Linked DNA regions of Mus musculus: all the other regions are linked to region 1. The links are chromatin contacts, called in public promoter capture Hi-C maps. All regions are on one chromosome and are shown on one strand. The core of a region is the stretch at or near the end of the contact, and the rest is flanking DNA. Distances in the headings are between cores, read along the strand shown.

Region 1 (2,700 bases), core at 110-2,609:
TCTGTAATGGGGATCTGATGCCCTCTTCCCGTGTGTCTGAAGACAGCTACAGTGTATTTACATATAATAAATAAATAAATCTTAAAAAATAAACAAGCATACCAAATAAGCATGGTGGTTTGAGTATCTCTGTTTTATGCTCACTCAGGTTGCTTTAGGCATATGAACTGCAGTGGTCATACAGACACAGTGTGGTAAAGAATTACCAATGGATACAAAACATAGTGGATAGAAGCTTATGCAGAATAGGATAGTCATTATGCATTGGAGTTACCTTTTTTTTTTTTTTTTTGCACACATCCCTCCTTTCCACTCAAGATACTTTTTTTTTTTAATTACAAAGGGAAAGCGGTGACTTTAAAGTGTAGAAATCTGGTATGCAGTGCTTGGATTAAATGATTAAGTTCATACTATTACTGAATGGGACATGCTAAGATCCTATACCTTTTGATAGGATGCTCTAAAAAGCAGAGTTTGATTTGTACATTATTTATCTAATCATGACACTAGAGAAGCTAAGGCAAAAGAATTGCAAATTCTAGGCCAGTCTGGGCTACATAGTAAGTTCTAGCCAGTCTGGGTTACATAGGGAGACCTGGCTTACACAGAGTTTCTTTTTTTTTTTTTTTTTTTTTATTTATTATTTATTATATGTAAGTACACTGTAGCTGTCTTCAGACACACCAGAAGAGGGCATCAGATCTCATTAAGGATGGTTGTGAGCCACCATGTGGTTGCTGGGATTTGAACTCTGGACCTTTGGAAGAGCAGTCGGGTGCTCTTACCCACTGAGCCATCTCACCAGCCCTACACAGAGTTTCTTAAGAAGATACATATATAGTATTCTTGCCAGATGCACATGAACTGGAATCCTTAGGGGAAAAAGGTCAATTGATCTCCCAGCACTTGGGAGGCAAAGGCAGGACTTTTTCTGTGAGTTCCAGGCCAGCTTGGTCTACATAGAGAGTTCCTGGTCAGCCAGGACTAAATAGAGAGGCCGTGTCTCAACTCCCCCACAAAAATTCCAAAAAAAAAAACCAATAAAGGTAAAACCAATTAATGTAGGTAATAGGAGACAGAATGTGAAAAATTTGAAGGGACTGTAATTGGAAGTGAGACACTAGATCCAATCCTCTGGAGTTTTAGCACCATTTTGATGCTGGTGCCTTATGTAAGGTCGGTGTCTCAGCTCTCCTTTGTAGAGTCCGAAACCTTTGTCCAAAGAGTTAACCTCCCTGCTTAGTAAATACTACTTTATGGAAGCCATCAAGCTTGAAACTACATTTCCCAAAGACCTTCCTATTTCCTCGCAGGAACTAGGATGACAATTTCTATAGGTCAACCCCTAAATCTCGCGACATCTCACCAATTCTCATTTGGGCTCCCTGCTGAAAGCCATTTTGTTTTTCAGGACGCTTTGCAAGGGTAGCTGGGGTGAATTTGCACCAAGGCAGCAGCATAGTCGCCGCAGTTCCATCTTCGTCTCCGCGATGTTGCCCTTAGCCAAAAACGCACTAAGCCGTCTCCAAGGTGAGCAGATAATGTGGGCGAGTTCTTTACAACACCCGGGATCCGGCTGTCCTCGTGCTCTTCTGCCCTCTTCCTCCGCCCCAAATCCTGCGGGTTTTAATTCTAGGTGCATGGTCCCCTGCGTGGTCTCCAGTCACTGGGAAGGGAAGCTAGCCATAACAGAGGTAGCTGTGACAGTGGCTTTATCATCCTGTCCTTGTGTTCCTAACCTCGTTATGCATTCTCTTTCTTCAGAGACCTATGATTTCCAGGAAGAACGCTTTGGCGGACACCTTGCTCTTTTAGCGATGATCTAAATTTTAGCTCTGGGAGTGTATTTACGTAGAAGAACTGATCTCCTACAATAACGGTGGTAGGAAACTAAATCTACCGCATCTGGATTCATAGCAAGGGGTTGAAAACCTTAAGCCTGGCAGCTTTGAAGAAGTCATCTGTAGATTATTAACGGAATATTAACTATAGCGAAAACAATCATGGTCATTTTTTTTTCCTGCTTTAAAGTTAGGCAAGTACGTGGAAACTTGAGACTAGCAGTATATATGGAAAATACACTGGACTGGAAAGAAAAAAATTCATTTTTGTAATTGCTTTACCCTGAAGGTGACCTTCAGTAATGTGAATGAAGGTGACCTTACACAATACTTACTTGCTTTTCTAGCCATGGATTTAGTTTTATTTTACCTTTAGATCACATGCTGTGTTCTAAGTACTGAAGTACTTTGGGAATAATTGAAAAAAAAAAAAAAGAAAGAAGCCCAACTGATCTTTCATCTGCTACAAGCTGTGTTTATTATTTCTTTCACTTTGGACAAATGATTTAGCGTTATAAACTTGTTTTTGTAAAACAGAGGTTAGTAAGTAATACCTATGTCAAAGACCATTAACCAATCTCTGGTCACTAAACTGGGTGGTTTTGTTTGTTTGTTTGTTTTTAATTTTATTTTGGTATAGAGGGGAGATCACTTGGTAAATCAGAGTGTTGAAACAACAGTTGTTTGGTAATCTCAATTTCTTTGATCTTTAAGTGACTTAGGGACTTTTAAAAATACTGTAGGAAAAGTTTTTTTATCATTTTTTTTTTTTTTTTGAGACAGGGTTTCTTTGTGTAGCCTGGCTGTCCTGGAACTTGCTCTGGAGACCAGGCAAAAAGATGATTTTTTAGTTTATTTT
Region 2 (2,700 bases), core at 9-2,508, 900 kb after region 1:
AGTCAGTAAGGCTAGTGTCAACTTCACAATGACCTGTTACAGATGGTTAGTAAGGGAAGCTCCAAAACAGGTCTGAAGGGAACGTGAAGATAAGCATGGTACACATTTTATTTGGGATGTAGCTTAACTATGTAGATTGAAGTTATGAAGCAGCAGATGGAGGTTCTCCCATTCATCTGGGGGCCATGGTTCTGCCCAGAAAAAGGGAAGCAACGAATCCCTGCCAAGGGGTTTCATTCCTAAGAAGGGGCAGGACGTTGCTGTTGGTGGTGGTATTGGCAGTGTTTGGAGGTAGAGGAGAAAGGGATGGGCAAGGGGAGGAGTTTCTGGTAGTAGGGAAAGGCTAGCAATGGCTGTTACAAAAGGGAAGTTTCCACAACAAACTCAGACCAGGGAGAGGGAGGAGAAGAAAGAAAACTGGAGGCCAAGGGGGAAGCAGTGTGGTTGACCAAGGCAGTCCAGTCTACCTATAAGGTTCAGAGCTTGTCTAGGGCAAACGTGGGGTAGAGTAGAAGGTAACAGCTCTCTATGAACAAATTGCATCTGAACTATTTACTTTTAGTAAACCTCCGAAAATTTCATGGCAATTACACTTCCTGCCATGCAGTTATTTAAGAGAAATGGCTTTCCTTCTGCTACTGAGCTTTGCGTGGATCATGTAAGGCGAGTGTTATAGCTCTGGGCAACTTCACTAGGACAGTCTGAAGGCATTTTTTTTTTTCTGGCTTAAGTAAGTGACTATGGTATTGAATTGAATTTTGTTTTGGAGAGTGACAGAAATTCAATTATGCAAACTGTGATAACCATGCATTTCCAGTTGTTTTTTTTTTTTTTTTTTTTTTTTTTGCCTTTCCCCCTGCCCTCTCCTTAATTCTTACTAATAGTTTTTGTGATTGTTTTAAAAAAAAAAACTTAGGAGCAAACAGGGCTGCTCCTCCCAGTTTGGAGTTTTGTCTCCTCCTCCTTCTCATTAGAATTGTAAGAGGGTAGCGGTCCTGCTGCAAAGACAGGCAGACAAGCTTTCTCTGTGAATTAATTGGTCAGGAAAGACACTTTTTATATTGTCAAGTGGCACTTAAGCCACTAATTCTTGACTGTGAAACTGCTTTTCCTGGGCAATGCTCTTTAAGGAAAAACTTCTTCAGTCCAGCGATTGGTGGTGACTAAGGGAACTATGAAGCACAGGGGATTGGGCGGGATCACGGCTCCTAATAATGCCTCCTTATCCAATGAAAAGCATTTCCTATTGAGACCCCCAAGAGTTCCCCCGGCGGCCCTCGGCTCCAGCAAGACTTTGGGCCTTTTCTTGTGTCCTGTTTGTTAAAGGCATGCGGGCTCCAGCATTAAAGAGGGCTAGTCCTTAACAAAGGGAAAGCGATAAATGTAAATAAGCTCACATTTTCAGAATGAGCGGTTTGCAGTAAGGAGCTGCGGCAGCCCAGAGTCTGCTCTTTTTGGGCTGGGCTAACCTTTCCCTGTTTTTTGTTTTTTGTTTTGTTTTGTTTTTGTTTTTTATGGATAAAAATATGCGCTTCCGAAGTGCGAGTTGCCAGTTTACACGTTTATTAGCTAACTATCTACAGGCATGAGCACATTCTCTCATCTAGCACACTCTTTCTTGGGGTAAGTCTCTTTGAGAAAGATTTGATTTTGGCGTTTGGGGGTGGGGGATGGTGTAAGAAACTTCAATCGAAACGCTGATGCTTTGAGTGTTTGGGGAAAGAAGTTAGACTTCAGCTCTGAAGTACTGAACAAGGATCATCGTGTTGAATGGTAAAAAAAAAAAAAAAAAAAAAAAAAACACAAGAATTTCTATTGTTTTGGCAGTAAATACTGTTTCAGTGGGAGAGAGACAGGATTTTCAGGCTGTTGTTTCATGTAAACACAGTCCTAAAGAGCTGATTCAAAATCACAGGGTAGAATAAGTTAGAAAGTCTTTTGGCTAGCATTATATTTCTTTGGTTTACAAAAGATTGTGAGCTAACGTGGCTTTTATTATGATGAGGTTTCTTCTAGTAAAACTATACACTACATGCCTTTGATGCTTAATTGATTTATGGAGAATGTGACATTTGCTATATTGAATAATTCATGAACTGCCCATAAAGGAGGAATCATGTTTGAATGAAAACTGAATTCTAGCATAAATAGAATTTTCTATTACTTGTGAAATTACTTGCTATTTGCCATGTAAATGCAACACAATGTGACATGTCTAAAATTCTCTTGCATATTATAAATATTTTAAATATTTTTAGTGAAAAAGACTTGTTGAATTAATTAGTATTGTATGCTAGGTAATTTCTGTTTGGGAAGCAAATACAGCATTGTAATTTATCATGATTTTTGTGGGGGGAGAAGACCAGAGAAATTGAAAAAATTTGAGTATGTCAAAAAGCTTGATAATGTTATTCACTTTGCTGCTTTACCAAATAATGCATCTTTCTTTTCCTTGACTAGCATAAAAGCTTCAATAGTAACTTATAATCAAAGTTATCCAGTGGCTTTTTCACATGTTTATTTTTTCAGAGCAAACTCCCAACAGCTTGCCCCAACAAAAATAGATTATAAATCCTTTTGCCTTGTTGCAAATGAGAAGTTGCACTCTTGCAAAGGATGAGCTCAGCTGATAAACCTCATGGCTCCTACATTCTGAAGCACCTCCTGGCTGCCAATCAGAGATGTGAATGAAAGCCCTTT
Region 3 (2,700 bases), core at 81-2,580, 910 kb before region 1:
AGATGGGACTTCTGTATATTGGCTGTCTATTATTTACTTATTCAGAAGATGTTAGAATCCATTAGCTCAAAAACTTCTTGGTTGTGGGGTAAGCTTTAAAAAGCCTGATAATTCTTTTTTTTTTTTCCAAATATTGATTTTTTTTAATTGCCAGATAATAATACAATAGAATTTCACCTTTACTTGGTGCATATTAACTTTCAGTCTTGGTAGCTATATTGTAATTTTTCTCAGAGGGCCAAATTACCAGCAGATGCTAAAGAACAGCCTAGACTCTGAAAATTTACTGCATTGAAGATGCAATATGCTTCACAGAGAATCTGTACCCATGGGTGTCTTTGCAGATGAGTATCCCAGTCACTAGAGAAGAGTATTTACTACTTGCTGGGTGCAGTGGCCCACCTGAGTTTCTAGCATTCAGAGAATCTTGAGTTTAAGGGCAACCTGGGTGACACACTTTCTATCAAAATATGTGTATTGGTTTCTTCACTTTAATTACAATTGCATCAAAATCACATAAAAAACTTCTGGCCTTTGTGATAATTTTGGAACAATACAAAGCCAGGTGTATACTTCCCATTAAAAATTAATATTTGCTGAAATTAAAATGTGCCATAAAAAGCCTGATAATTCTAAACACAGATATGTATATATCCAATTATTACAGGTGTAGCACACAGAGATTTCTAGTTATTCAGGCACTAGGCATTGTATATCCATTGTGAAACTGCACTGAACATTTGCTAACCCAAAATAAGATAAGTCCTGGGCTAGAAGACTCCAAGCTACTACTGGCCTCCAGAGATTCCCTCCTGCTTCTGAACATGTAAGTCTGACGTTCCATCTTACTCTGACTCGCGTCTCCCCATGAAGATCCCTTGTTCCCTTTCTTTTGGGTTGGTTCCTTTCTGTTATCTTTCACCTATAGCCCCTGGAAGGTTCCACGTTGAGACAGCCCACACCCCCTTTAGCCCAGTACTTTCTCACTGTCAGCACGACACCTGTCCATGTTGCTAACATGAAGTTTATTGTATGCTACTGCCACCTTGTGGTCATCTTTTCTCTCCCTTAAACATAATTACATTACTGAAACTAGCAAGTAGGAAAGAAAGGAGGAGAGAGAAGGAGAAAGTTAGGTCACAATAAGGAGTTTATCTGGTCAAAAGGGAAAATATTTAGCAGAAATTATAAATGATTGGGACTTACCTTTTGGGATGTGTATGCATCAGTTAGATATGTATGTTCTGTGCTGGTGTGTACTCTGGTCTCTCCTTGTACCTCATGAACCTGACAAGTAGTAGCACCGTGTTTTGCAAACACTCGTACAGTTGGAATTGGTTTGAAGTGACTGTCTAAAGAGGGGAGTAAGTAAGCCTGCCTAGGTTTCATACTAGGTAGGCAGTGGGCCTGAATAGGATAGAGAATGCCTGCCTTGGGCTGGAGAGATGGCTCAGTCGTTAAAGGCTAGGCCCACAACCAAAAATATAAGAGAATGCTTGTCTCTCAGCCTGGAGTGGCTTGCCTGCTGTCCTCAAAATGGACTGAGATGAGAGGACCTCCCTGCAATTGCACTGACTCTTTGAGGCTCCATGAAAAGAGAGAAAATCCTCATTCCAAATGTCACAAAATGAAGCCGAGGTCAGGCTCCTAAGTTTAACTGGAGTGGGTACCTTCGTAAAGAGTTGACCTGGGATTGGCTGCACTTGAGTTTGCTGTTCCAGATGGCATCAATCTCATCCTTCTTTCAGAGAATACTGAGCCTTCATTGCTTCTGTCAAGCCTCAAGTTGACCAAGGATAACAACTTTTATTCCTGGCCCTCTGAGGACTCCACAGAGATGACCATCCATCTGCACGGGTGCGCCAAACCACCAGTTGTGTGCTGGGTTTTGCTATATAGACTGTGTTTTATCAGGACACTGTGTGGAAATAAGGTATGATCTTAGGCTTGGTGAGGAAAACCAGAGGGGAGGGGTTGGCAGAAGAAAACTGCTGTCCTCTGTAGGAAAAGGCAGCAGTATATTATCATGATAGTGATGAAGATAATTTATGCGCTCTGTGTGTGTGTGTGTGTCCAGCTATTTAAAAAATTTTTTTAAAAATATCAGGCATGATTGTTATTGTCTGCAGTCCTAGAACTTGCTCAGATTTTTTTCCATAACTACTTAAAATGTGGAATCAAGCCAAAAGGAGGCTACCCAGCTGTATGGCCTGCATCTAGTTAGGAGCAAGTTTCAATAACTGGAGCTGAAAAGGAGTAATTGGTATTCACATGAGATATCTCCCTCTCTATTTGGCTTTCCTAATTTTTCAAGATTGCAGTATATTGTTATTAACAATGCTCATCATGTTGTATAATAGATCCCTTAAACTTATCCTTTTATGTATTTGCAATTGTGTGTCATCATTGTCCATCCTTTCTCCAGGCCCCCTTACTGCCTGACCCCTGCTAACCACCCTTCCACTTTCTACTTCTGTGGGTTCAGCTGATGTGATGTAAAAGTCTGGAGGCCTGCTACCTCATATAAGGCCTCATAGCAGACTGTTCAAATGGCCAGTATAAATTGCTAGCTAAAGTCAGAGTTTCCTCAGTCGGCTAGGTTGGAATGTGCTGTGTAGCATGGTCATGTGGAAAGTCCAAAGGAGGCTGAATTCAGCCCATCTGGTTTCTTTTCACAAGGGTCTTCTATACTAGTATTGA

The links. Promoter capture Hi-C pulls out the DNA fragments that hold promoters and counts their contacts.
Region 2: a promoter capture Hi-C map of 3T3-L1-derived adipocytes shows a contact between it and region 1, with 2.6 times the contacts expected there. The contact joins the promoter of Lpar4 here to the promoter of Cox7b in region 1. A contact is called at or near these places in 2 of 39 promoter capture datasets (3T3-L1-derived adipocytes and cranial neural crest).
Region 3: a contact with region 1 is called in a promoter capture Hi-C map of cranial neural crest. The contact joins the enhancer-like site here to the promoter of Cox7b in region 1. A contact is called at or near these places in 12 of 39 promoter capture datasets (3T3-L1-derived adipocytes, the C10 cell line, the HPC-7 cell line and 8 more), 3 of 484 Hi-C or Micro-C datasets (Th1 cells, embryonic stem cells and uterus), 5 of 115 datasets of contacts at active chromatin or transcription factors (differentiating embryonic stem cells, embryonic stem cells and pro-B cells) and 2 of 9 other capture datasets (adipose tissue and macrophages).

The regions. Positions count from the first base shown.
Region 1 is chrX:106,014,341-106,017,040 of GRCm38.p6, forward strand. Cox7b (cytochrome c oxidase subunit 7B) reads left to right here and starts at 1,360. Exons shown (of 3, transcript NM_025379.2): 1 at 1,360-1,530. The coding sequence starts at 1,491.
Region 2 is chrX:106,919,367-106,922,066 of GRCm38.p6, forward strand. It overlaps Lpar4 (lysophosphatidic acid receptor 4), which reads left to right and starts at 1,259. Exons shown (of 3, transcript NM_175271.4): 1 at 1,259-1,623.
Region 3 is chrX:105,103,356-105,106,055 of GRCm38.p6, forward strand. It overlaps a transcript of Pbdc1 not described here. Among named protein-coding and RNA genes, the nearest start is that of Magee1, 16 kb to the right of the region's middle. Within about 2 kb of position 1,331, at least 1 of the 459 cell types and tissues checked has an H3K27ac peak or open chromatin away from gene starts, as enhancers often do.